2 separate regions of the Rattus norvegicus genome follow, and region 2 is linked to region 1. Evidence: chromatin contacts called from public Hi-C data. All regions are on one chromosome and are shown on one strand. The core of a region is the stretch at or near the end of the contact, and the rest is flanking DNA. Distances in the headings are between cores, read along the strand shown. Region 1 holds the start of Hmces (5-hydroxymethylcytosine binding, ES cell specific). Region 2 has its middle 14 kb from the start of H1f10.

Region 1 (6,286 bases), core at 118-2,617:
TCAATTCCAAGCACTCACATTGTACCTTTGGTAACTTCAGTTCTAGAGGATCTGAAGCTCTGACTTCCAAGGGTACCAGGCAAATACCTGGTACACATACATACATCCATACATGCAGGTAAAACGTTAGTATACATAAAAATTGTTTAAATTTTTTACAAAAAAAAATAAAAAATATTTTGTGTGCTAGGACTGAACCCAAGACTGGGAGCATATGAAATATGTTCTATATCTCTGAGTATTATCACCAGCTCCAATCACACTAATTTTTCTTTACATTTATTCTGTGTTTGTGTCCACTATCTTGCGTGCATGACACAGAGTGGGTGTGGAATCTGAGGACAACTTGCAGGAGCTGGTTCTCTCCTACTTTGCAGGAAGTGTTCTTTCCCAGAGAGCCATGCTGCAAGCTCCACAATCAGTTTTTGTTCTGTTTTGTTTTTTGAGACACAGTTTTACTATACAGCCTTGACTGGCCTCCAACTCAGAGATCTGCCTTCCCCTGGCTAGGATTAAAGGTGTGTGCCACCCCACTTGGGTTTTTGTGAGATATATATATATATTATACACACACACACACACACACACACACACACACATATATATGAATGACACTGACATGTCAGTAATATTTGAAAGGTATCTTTAAAAAAAAAAAAAGATTCGGGGTTGGGGATTTAGCTCAGCAGTAGAGCGCTTGCCTAGCGAGCGCAAGGCCCTAGGTTCGGTCCCCAGCTCTGAAAAAAAGAAAAAAGAAAAAAAAAAAAAGATTCAAGCTTGTCAAGAGCATACACACCTGTGACACAGAGGTGTGTATGGAGACAGAGGCAGGTTTGCTGCAAATTTGAGTTCAGCTTGGCCTATATGGTGAGTTCCAGGACAGCTAGAGTTACATTCATAGTTAAGAGTCTATCTCAAAATATTTTTAAATGTATTCAAATATGAGATTCACATAGCTTGGGCATGCGTTGAAACAGTTTAATTGACCCTGAAGAATATGGACTCATTCCTTGCTGAGGCCCAGGGTGACTAGGGCCTTAATGTATCTGTAAGGGCTGCTTTCAAGGTCATTTCGGAGGCTGGGCAGACATCACAGGAATCAGGAGTCGATGCCATTAGGATGCTGGGCCAGAAGCTCATAGGATGCCGCCACACTCCTTACCTTTTCAAAGTGCAGTCTGGAGAGAAGCACTGGGCTGCTAGACTGCGGGCTCTTGTTGTAGGAGGGGCAGTACTTATCAGGGTCCCTCCACTGCGGGAGCTGACGCCTGCCCTGCCGATCCAGATAGGCACAGGCTCTAGTGAGAGCATCTCTAGGCAAGTGACAGGACGTTCGCCCGCACATACTTCAGCAATGCCTCTCAGACCTACAAAAAGTCACAAAACCGTAAGGTTTTACCGCCTAGGTCACAGCATCCTCCCTGAGAAGCCACATCTTCCACGGAGGCTCCATTAGGTCCTGGCCACTGCGGGGCCCACAGTCCAGAAGCAGGCCTTCATCAGGCGTTAGGCGAGAAGGCCGGTCCTCCGAGGTTGGCTTCGGTGGACTCAGCAGAGAAAGGTGAGAGCTCTCTGCGTTCACACCAACAACACTCGAGGATCGCGGAGACCGTACTACTGCCCTGCGTGGACGTGCTCTGCTCCGGGGCGGGGCCTGGTCGGCGCGGAGTCTCCCTCTAAGAACGTGGGCGGTCCTCTGCCCGCCGCGTCCCTCTCCTCAGCCCGCCTGTCCGCATCCCCCTCGGCGGGGCCCTCTCTTCAGCCCGCCCGTCTGCGTCCCCCTCCCCTGGGTCCTCTCTTCCGCCCGCTCCCTTCCCCCTCAGGGGAGCCGGATCCTCCGACGGCCCGGGTCCCCTTAGCGCAGCCCCCTTCTCCGCCCGTCCGCCCGCCCGCGTCCTCTGGGCGAGGCCCTCCCCACGCCCCTCGGCGAGCCGGTCCCCCAGGCGTCCGCGTCTCCTCACCACCAGATAGTCCAGTCCACTCTCCGCGCTCAAGCGTCGACCTAAAGAGCACTAGCCCCGCCCTTCGGTAATCCCGCCCCGCCCCCGACGTGACGTGACGCCATGGGGTTTCCTCCCCACAGGTGGGGGTGTGGCTAGGTGAGGAGCAAGCTGGAAACCAAGTTCCGTTGATTCACCACCTTAAAGCAAGACAAAATACACTCACCTGAGACAAGCACTCCAGGCCTCCTCCTCAGGCCAGTCTCTGAAACCAGGAAATGTGTAAGGCCACCAGAATTGAGACTTTCTAGCTATCCACCAAGAACCCTCTAAGGGTCAGGAAGCCCCACCTTGTTTCCTCTTTAACATCTGTGTGTGGGGTGTACATACACCCTTAAAGAAAACAAGAGCTGGCAGTAATCTTCACAAAAGGAGGTTGACACTCAGTTTTTTTAGTGAAGTTTATTTGAATGGAATGGCTTCCAGGCTATGACCAGGCCTGGGAGTAGAGTGGGGGGTATTAGGCAGAAAGAATACAATCATGAAGGTCTAAGCAGGATGTGGCCTTGAAGGACAGACAGGCTTTTTCCTGTAAAGAGGAACGAGGGAGAGAGGCCAGGCAAGAGCAGCTGTTCCAAACCCCAGGAGAGGGATGGAAGGTGGGGGGCAGAGAAATGTCTTTAGGGAGCAGCCTTCAGGTCACCTACCTGAGAAAACTCCCCAAATGAAAAATCTGACTCTTTATATCCTGTTAGGAAATTTAATATCACGTGACTTAGTTCAACACAGCAGGCATGACCAAGCACATGGAGGAGCCAGGACCATAAATCATGAAATGGGCCTTAGCAAAGACAGCTTAACTATGCTCAAGCGTAGCCTCATCTCTTCAGGTTATGGGAATCGGCCTCCGGGGTCAGTCCCCTGTTCTAACGCGTACCTGTGTATGTGCATGGGCATACAGTATACAGGTGTGCACGAGGTCAGGGGGCAACTACTGAAAACCGGTTCTCTCCTACCGAGTGGGTAGTCCATCTTGGTAGGTACCTTTACCTGCTGACCCATCTCAGAAGCCCCATCAGGGGTCCAGTCCTTGAGGTGTTTCCAACAGTTTAAAACCACCTGATTTGAGTTTAAAGCCCAAGCACTGAGACATACCATAGGATTCCCAAAGGGAATGCAGATACTGTTCTTCCCACTCACAGACCCAGAGCAGAAAGCCATGACACCCTCTAATCCAGAGCTGATCAGGTAACACCCAGGTGAAGGACCTTAGCCCTTTGGAGACCCATCCATCTATAAATGCCCGAGGATGAATGGCTTATCAGACCTGCCAGCTATTGTCACTCGGCTAGCCTTTAGACCCATCCTAAGCTTGGCACTGACACAGTCCCCAGGAGAACTGCACTACTCCATTTGGTGAAGGAGGCCTCCAGGAAAAGTGACGGCCCTAAGCGCGAGCCTGCAGAAGCAGCTATTACTCGAGAAATACATGCTGTCTTACTATACGGATGAGACGGCTTCTTTGGGTATCAGTATTCGAGAAAATCTGAACATTTTATTCATTTGTGACGTCTCCTTGAAGGCAAGGTGACAAAATCTACCCTAGCATTCCTGAATGATAGGATGGAATTTAAAAAAAAATCTGTATTGATTCTTGATTGTTTCCAAACAGAGGTCTGGGGAAGGGTTTCCACCGGCTTCACAGGGAAGAAGTGGCATCAGCGTAGTGTTGGGCAAGACAGTAGGGCTTAGGCCGGAACTTTAGCCCACAGACGCCAAGATGATATCTACTGGCAGCTCCTCTGAGCTTCTGGCTGTCACCTGCATTGTCACTGTGTCCAAAAGCAGAAGCCGGGAACGCACAAGGATGTCATGACCACCCCGGAACACTCCTAGAAGAGAGGAGGCAGACAGAGCTTTGGGAGGCTGAAGGAAGCTATGCAGAGAGCGACACGTGCAGCAACTGATCAAGGCCTCCCTGCTGAGCTCTGGAACCCTTGCAGACCGAGTGGCACAGCAACTAGGAATCACTGTATATATCAGTAACTTAGATCACCTGAGCCCCTGCCAGGCTCATTGAACGCTCGGTATGTAAGGCTTATACCTCACAGTAGAGGCTCACAGTGGCTGAACCCGAGAGTGCTGATGAGGGGCAGGCCCTAATAAGAAAACCACAAAGCAGGTGTTTGCCAGGCCCGAGGGACTGAGTTGCTTCATCAAGGCCAGAGAAGTGAGCCTGGTGATGGTGAGCTGTGGGCACCCACTGAAGCAGAACACCTTCCCAACCCTGTTTGTAAACACACCCTGCCCCCAACCCCCAAAATAACTACCACCACCACCCACACACACACAAAAACCCATTCAAGGTTGGGTGTGTCTCAATGATAGATTGCTTGCTTGCCTTGCCTGGGAGGAAAGAGGCCCCGGGTCTGATCATCAGCACTGGAGAAGGATAAAAGGTGTGGTGGCTTACAGAAGGCTGAGGCAGGAGAATTACAAGTTCAAGGAATCTTGGGATATACTTGAAGATTCTGCTGCAGAAATCTGCCTAGCCTCAATCACTGAGTTTCACTCTCAGCTCCATTTCCACAAATGTCTAGGCTAAGGCCATTCTGGAGCTAGACACAGGATAGCAAGTATTTACATATGAATTACAAAGTAAGTGGCATGAAAATACTCTAGGGAAGAGAGTGGGTGCAGGTGCTCCGACAGTGAGGAGGAGAGCAGTTAGTGTTCATTATATGCACCATTTAATGTTGTGTGTGTTGGGAAGGTTCCAATATGAAATGTGGACAGCCATTCCTTCCTTTTTTTAACTTTTTTTTTTTGAAAAGTTTTGTGTGTTGGTGTTTTGCATGCATATATGTGCGTATGAAAGTGTCGGATCTGGGGCAACTGGAATTACAGACAGTTGTCAACTGTCATGTCGGTGCTGAGAATTTCATTTGGCTTTGCTTAGGTTTTTTTTTTGGAGACTCAATATGTAGCCTTTGGCTTTAACTTACACAGAAGTTCCTGTCTCTGTCTCTCAAACGCTGAAATTACAGAGTGAGTTACAGGCCAGGCCCCACACCCACTCTTCTTACTAAGAAAACAAACAAACAAAAACAACAAAGCCAATAAAGTCGATACTTAAAGGAATATCGGACAAGTCACTGAAAAAGAAATATGAAGAGAAGACACTTAACTTCATTCGAAACGGGAAAAACTACATTAAAACTGTATCGGGGACTCGGGAAATGGTACTTGGATCCCCAGCATTCGATCACAGACCTGCTGCTTTCAGATGACCAGCACCACAGAGGAATGCTGAGCCATCATGCCACACCCTCGGCAGCCAATCCCATAGGATAAAGGACAAGGGCTTGCCAGGACTATTAGAACACTCAGGCGTTCCTGTGGGGGAACCCAGTGGCATTCCCACCGTAAAGTTCCTCCAGCCACAGACGTTTCTTACCAGCTAGCAGCAGCGTGTGAGTGTTCTTGTTTTCTGGCACTTTGTCTGACCTTTCACAAGGATGCATTCCCAAAAACTTCACAATATTGCCCACAGCCTCTGCAGGGAGAAATCCCGGCCATATTAAGTCATAGGTGTATGATTATTTGTGCGTGTTTGTAGGGTGCTAGTCAAAGTCTGGGCCTAACACATTAAATACACACACACACACACACACACACACACACACACACACACACCCGACACAGAACCAGTCAGTGCAAACCTAGGTATTCCTTATGGCCCTGGAATCTTGGTGGAAAACGGGGAGGTACACTGGCCAGCTAAGGTATAGCCATAGATGATGTCACCAGCATTTTACCTTCAAGTGTTTTGATAGTAGACAGGGTGAATGTTTCCTCCTTCTCAAACTCATCTCCCACCTCATCCCAGGCTGCTTCAAAGTTCACTTTCATGACTTTCTGGATGTGATCAGCTACAGTAACTTCTAGATCCTCCAGCTGGAGAAATGGAGGTACAGTCAGACTTTAGGGAGGGACTTCCTGTCCCACATTCCCAGGCCTCTGCTCTGAACTCATCTCCTTAGCCCTTCCTTCCTGCAGGTCACTTAGCAGGTATCTGCCACCATGGGGGACATGGTGGCCTTCAGGACACAGAGCAAGCCCACAGCACTCAATGAAAGTGGCACTGGCTCAACTGGCAACAATCATTTCTCCAGCAGATTCTGTACTTCAGCTGTGTCCTCTAGGCCCAACATAGACGGAATCCTATTGTCATCTCAGCTGTGAACTTGACATAAACCTCCCACTCTGCCTGGAAAGACAGTGTCCACACAACAGCTCCTTTGTTCATTCTTCCAACAGTTCTTCACAGAAACCTGTTCTTGCAG
Region 2 (6,126 bases), core at 3,289-5,788, 61 kb before region 1:
CCAGTATCTAGACTTACTCATAATCTGGGCTCCACAGGGCCAGGCCCTTCTCTCTGGTTCTGACTTCTCCAGCACACACAGCTTGTCTCACAGGATCTACTGCTATGCTGGGTGCTCATCCAGTCTTGGCACTTCTGCCACTAAACCAGGGCCATGTGCAAGACTATTCACATGGTACCAAGTTTGGCTGCCAGCATGGGATACAGCCTTGGTTCCTCTGGACCACAGCCTGTGTGTGCTGACCCTGAATAACTTCTTCCCAGATGAACCTGGACGACACTGGTCTCTTATTAGCTGACCAGAAACCATCATCACATGAACAGCCCTGACAAGGCTCTTTAAGGGACAAATTTCCCTCTGAACCTTCACAAGCAGACCCATTATCAGCCATGGCTGACAGCTCATGGTTTTGCCTCTAAGATCCATCATTCTCCAATCTAGTCCTCAGGTAATGATTCCTCAAATTCATGACCTGTCTCTAAGACTAATGGCGTTCAACTGAAACTGGTTACATGCAGCTCACGGGTCCTTTCAGACACTCGCTGGGCCTATTTGCCAACTAGTCTGCCCGTTTTTCAAGAGAAACTGGCTATTCATATCCATCTTCTGCTTGGATCTCATGCCACAACCATCAGGACTCAAGGTTGTAACAAGGAGCATCTGTGACAGTGTCCTCATCCTCACAGAGGGGAATTCTCAATGGGCTGGTCTAAAGGTCCCACCTAGTTGGGTATTCATGGTCCCAAGAATGCAAAGACACTCCTGGCCACTAGGATGACACTGTCTTCTGACCTCCTAAGGTCCCTGCCGTAGTGGCCAGGCCAAAGGGAGGTAACGTCTGAAGTGGAACTAGACGCTACCTCTCCCCCCTCCGCTTATGGCAAGCCATACCCCAGGTTCTGAGAACACGCCACTCTGCCTTCAGGGTCCTCGAGTTTAACCCCTTGCTCTTCTGACCCTGCAGCAGTGAGGGGCTTCTGCTGCTACTCCTAGTGAAACTGCTGCTTCTGGGGGCTCTGCTGAAGGTACTTCCCTTAGTGAAGGGCACTCAGGAAAAAACTTTGCCACACTTAGGGAACACAGGAATTCGCATCTGATGCTTCCCCTGTAAGAAGCCAGTCTGACCTCTCAAACCAGAGTCTGCGCAGAGCTGTGCAGACCTTGTTAACCAGTGTTCCCTTCTTAGGCCCATGGATCTTGCGATCTCAGCGGGTAAGGAGAACCAGGGACACACAGGCTGTGGGCCAGAGGATTACCCATCTATAAGGCAAAAGATAAACTGGAACATCGTCCAGATCCTTGTCTCCTGCAGAGAATCCTTAAATCATGGTGTCTATCCTCTCCTCCTTAGCTTCCAGAATATTTGCTGCATATGACCTTTTAAATGCCCCTTGGGCTTAGTGAATTCCTTCTTATAGGACCTAACATTCAAGAAAAACTCTAGAGTAAATAAATGTACTCTCTCCTCAAATTCGTAAGCAGGTATGATGAGCACTGAGAGGAGATAACCTGCCATCTAGAGAGCATTTTTCCTCAGCTTGTTCGTGTCGCAGTGACTGGAAAGTAGCAATGAAAGGGTGGGTCCCAGAGCACAAAGGGAGAGAGCAAAAGCAGGCAGGCCCCAGAGCACGAAGGGAGAGAGCAAAAGCAGGCAGGCGGGAAGAGGCTGGGAGGTGTGGACACAGAGGAGTCAGGAGCCAGCGGAGCCCTTATCTCCAAACTCCCACCCCAACAGGCTGATCCCTTGTTGCCACTAGCTACTGGCACCTGGAAACCCATGATGGAAGGTTCCTTTCTCTTTTCCTCACTGACTGACTCGGTCAAGTGCTGAGGATAGGAACCAGGCCTCTTGTGTGTTTAAGCGAGCCTTCTCCCACAGGGCCTGACAGCCAACACGGTGTCTACTGCAAGGCCACACACTACAGACATTGGGGAGGCCTGGGTTAGAGGAAGGGATGTGTGTGGAGAGAGCACTTTATACACGCGCAGTCTAGCTAAGGCTGACCCTGTTCCTGCCACCATAGCCCCCGCGTCAGACTTCACAGATGGGACATTCTTACCCCTTGAGAGCTACAAGACCACGCCAAGCATCTAGGAGGTTGCAGGCAGATGACGCCCTTCGGCATCGGCAGCATCCAGTGATGATTCCTTACTTGGAGACGAAGCTTTCCGTCCTGCTTCTCTCAGCAGCTTTGGAATCCCAGACTTCCTACCTTGAACTCAGAGCAATGTTGGCGTCACTTTCTCAGGTCGGAAGAAGACAATTCCAACTTTTGCCTGCAGAGGAGGCACAAGAAGCCACAGCCAGACTCCCCCTAGCTTCTCCACTTAGCTCTTATTCAACTGAAGGGCCCAGGAGCCAGGATGATGTAAGGCAGCTCTAGCTGGCAGAGCATGGATCCTCCCCTTCCCTGTGAACCTTTCTCTACTTCTTCCCACCTTCTTCCTTGGAAAACTATCTGTTCCTTGCTGTCTGTTTCTTGAGGTCCAGTTTGCACAGTCTCTTAAAAATGGCTGGTTCTTCAGGGAGCAATCTCCTTCCTGCCATAGAAGTTCAGAATACACATGCATACATCAGAGCCGGAGCCCTACTCTCCTCCTAGTGGAGGTGAGGGCTTACAGGGCTCTCACCATGGGAGCTGTAATCAGTGTGTCCCCTTTGCTCAGAGGGGGCCCTCAGAGTACTGGATGGGTCACAGCCACCTTTGAGTCTTTTAAATCTGCGTAACAATTTCCCAAATCCTGGTAAACCCCCAAGAAATGTAATGGGTGAAGATGCCAGTCTAGACGATTGCTGAATTCATTCTGGCATAAACAGAATTGAACTGGGAGACAGAAGAGACTCTGAGAAAAGGAGCACCTTTGAACAGCCAGAGTTGGCTGGAAGCCGTTTGTTACATTGACACCACCTTGAGTATTTTTTAGGGCTCCTGGGCCCTCCCCTGTCCCTTGTTGGCTAGATGCCCTCTGACCTGGGAGCAGGAAGCCTGCCTTAGCTCTCCATGCCTCAGCTGGGAATAGCTGGAGTCACAGCTGTGGTCCCATCTGTGCAACCACAGAGCTGTCTTCAGTTTGCTTTACTCTGAGGGGTTTGTTTGGAGACAGGGCCCTAGTGTCCTAAGTGCTGGGATGACAACAACCAAATACTATCAGGCTGGGTGAAAACCAGTGTTTTTAAGAAGAGTGTGATCGCACTGGCTGCTTTCAACAGCCTAGAACTCCGGCTCCAGGCAACCTAGTGCCCTCTTCTGGCCTGCCCTTCTCCCAGTAAGATATGACTTTTAACACACAAAACACACACACACACACACACACACACGCATGCACGCATGCATACACACACACAAAAAGAAACAAAAGCCAAAGACGATAAAACCACACACAAAGGACTACTCAGTGTGCCATGTGTCCTGAGATCCACACCAGGCTTGACACAGCAGGTCTCGGCCCCTCCGGTTCTAACCCCCATGAAGTGCTTGGTTCACCTGTACTTTCTCCCTGGTCCAAGTCTGAGCAACCCTGAGAGGGATTTGCCCAGTGCTCTGTGTTCTGTTCTTTTTTTTTTTTTTTTTTTTTTTTTGGTTTGTTGTCTTGTTTTTTTATTTCCCGGAACAAAAGGAAATTAAATAAGTAAAAGGACAAAGAGAAGTCATCAGTGTGTTGAATGTGGCTGTTTATATGTCCCTGACACTGCAGGGACCAGGGCTCTGGGTTTGAGATAATGAGCTATAAGGTGCTTGCTGCTCAGGCCTGGAAAACACAGGAATAGGACCTTCATCCTGTGGTCACTGGAGCAGCCAGACCTGCCAGGCGGTCTCAGGTGGCTGGCACCCCAGAGGTCTGCTCGAAGGTTGGTCAGCCTCAGCACAAAGATGCCGTGACCCTTTGGATCTTATGCTGGGGGGTCTCTCAGTCTCTCTCTGTGTCTCTCTCTCTGTCTCTGTCTCTCTCAGTCTCTCTCTCTGTGTCTGTGTCTCTGTCTCTGTGTCTCTGTCTGTCTCTGTCTCTGTCTCTCTCTCTCTCTCTCTCTCTGTGTGTGTGTGTGTGTGTGTGTGTGTGTGTGTGTTTCACACCCTGACCTAGTCTGGGATAGAGGATGAGGTCCTGTGGAATGTTCTTTCAGCTTCCTAAGTAATAAAGTGGAGGCGCCTTAACCTAATGTGTTGGAAGGGCGAAAGCAATGACCTCAGATTACCTGGAATACGGTCCTTGGGGAAACCCCTTGGGCCCTCCCTCTCTGGCTTCTGCTGGGAAACCCGTCACCAGATCTATAGAAGGGTGTGGCTGCAGCAAACACTAGTGCGGGGCAGCCCTGGGCACCAAACACATCAAGACCCCACGCCCTTCCTAGTTCTACTGGCTGTTTCGCAGGAGAAGGGTCTGTGAGAAAGCATTGTGACTGCAGCGCAGAGGCGGCGCTGCCCCCTCCCTGCCCCGCCTCTGCCTCTGTGACTGGTGGGCGGGGAAAGTGTGGATCTCCATGGAGATAGGATGGGGAGGCGGGGGATGGGCGCTCCCAACGCTTACCCAACGGCCAACTGCTGAGCTGAAAGGCAGTGGATCAGAAGATGCTGTCACCTCCAGTAGCAGGGCCAGCGGGGCCCTGAGAACCAGGGAGGCAGCTCTATCTTCCTAGGAGCTGGACCATCCTCCGTGGCCCAAGACCGCGTCAGCAACAAAGTCTTTCTTCATTCCTGTTAATGTAGCTGGACAACAGCCTTGTGGGTCGCCTGAGGCACTCTGGATCGGGCTGGCTACCCTGTACCCAGCACCAGGCCTGAGACCCTTCCTCCATCACTTAAGCAAATGAACATTTGCGAGCATGAGTGCCAGTTACACGGGACTTGGCTACAAAGACTGACTGATAGGACCAGAAGAGACTAGCTAGCACAGAACTTGAAGTGCCCAGGAGGAAAGACAGGAATGGCACTGGGTAACCCTGCTTCAGATGGGGTGTTTGGAGAGGGTCTTTCTGTGGAGGGGAACTGGGCACGAAGTGTTTGGGGACATTAGTGTAAAGCCGAAATCACAGAAGGGCCCCCAGGTAGAAAAGGGTGTTCAAGCCAGGCTGGACCTGACATGGCCCCAGGCTACTGGAGACACTGGATTCAGATGGGGCAGGATTAATGGAAGCTTCAAAATAAAATAACAAACCCCAGGTATTTAGTAATAGAAGACCAACCTGGATGGGCAAGGACAGAAACTCCTTAGATTAATGCTTCTGTGGACCTAGATTCCCAGGAATCTAATTATCCTTCCTTTTTGGGGTGCTTTTTTGGAATAGGGTCTCTGCATAGTCCTGGCTATCCTGGAACTCACTATATAGACCAGGATCTCTCTAACTCAGAGATCCTCCTGCCTCTGCCTCCTCAATGCTGAGACTAAAGGCATGTGTCCCAATTCTTGAAGTTTTATCGGGCAGGCTTACAAGTGTCCAAAGCCCTGGCCCATGGTGTCGATCCTTGCCTGGGCCCCCCAGTAATGAAAGGAACCACCACCCAGAACCCGAAGTCCCTGCCTTTCTGTGCCCTGATGCCCTTCTACCTTAGCTATGGGATAGGAACATTAAAAAGCGACAAAACCAAAATCACCTCTTTATTTAAGGCTAGGAGTGAGGAAGCAGGACTGACGGGTGTGTGTAACAGTGACAAGCATGTCCTGTACTGCCTAAAAGTCTGGGGAATCGCTACTCTCTGTGCGATTTCCCCCAGGGAAGAACTTTGACCCTGCTTCCAGATGAATAGCTAACGCTACTCTGAAACCACAGCCACGTGCACAGACAGACAGGGAACCTGCAGGCTCTTGGCTGGGCTGGGCCGTGCCCTGGTCTGGTCGGTCTCAGCTGGACTAAGGGACTAGGTTGCTCCACAGCCAACATGGTTCTGGCCAGTGTGGTTAGTTGGTGGCTGCTCTTCATGAAGGCCTTTCTTTTCCTGACTTTAAAACAGAATTCACTTAAATCTAATTTGAAAACTAAGTCTGCTAATTATGGTGCTGATAAAGAATGGTAAACTTTTTCTCTTTTTGGTGGCAGGATGGAACTTAGGCCTTCAGGACTACTAGGCAAGTGACCAGTGCTGAGTCCTCTCAGCCTCCTTTGAGGAAAGAGTATAAAATTCAGTTGTA

The links. Hi-C and Micro-C count contacts between places; a contact is called where the count stands out from the background.
Region 2: a contact with region 1 is called in a Hi-C map of frontal cortex, with 2.0 times the contacts expected there. The contact joins the enhancer-like site here to the promoter of Hmces in region 1. A contact is called at or near these places in 2 of 12 Hi-C or Micro-C datasets (frontal cortex and liver) and 1 of 1 datasets of contacts at active chromatin or transcription factors (oligodendrocytes).

Annotation. Positions count from the first base shown.
Region 1 is chr4:121,945,921-121,952,206 of GRCr8, reverse strand. Hmces (5-hydroxymethylcytosine binding, ES cell specific) reads right to left here and starts at 1,367. Exons shown (of 6, transcript NM_001025047.2): 1 at 1,163-1,367. The coding sequence starts at 1,345. Copg1 (COPI coat complex subunit gamma 1) reads right to left here. Exons shown (of 24, transcript NM_001031822.4): 22 at 5,759-5,897; 23 at 5,398-5,496; 24 at 2,388-3,832. The coding sequence ends at 3,702.
Region 2 is chr4:122,010,048-122,016,173 of GRCr8, reverse strand. No RefSeq gene overlaps it. Among named protein-coding and RNA genes, the nearest start is that of H1f10, 14 kb to the right of the region's middle. Within about 2 kb of position 4,538, at least 64 of the 93 cell types and tissues checked have an H3K27ac peak or open chromatin away from gene starts, as enhancers often do.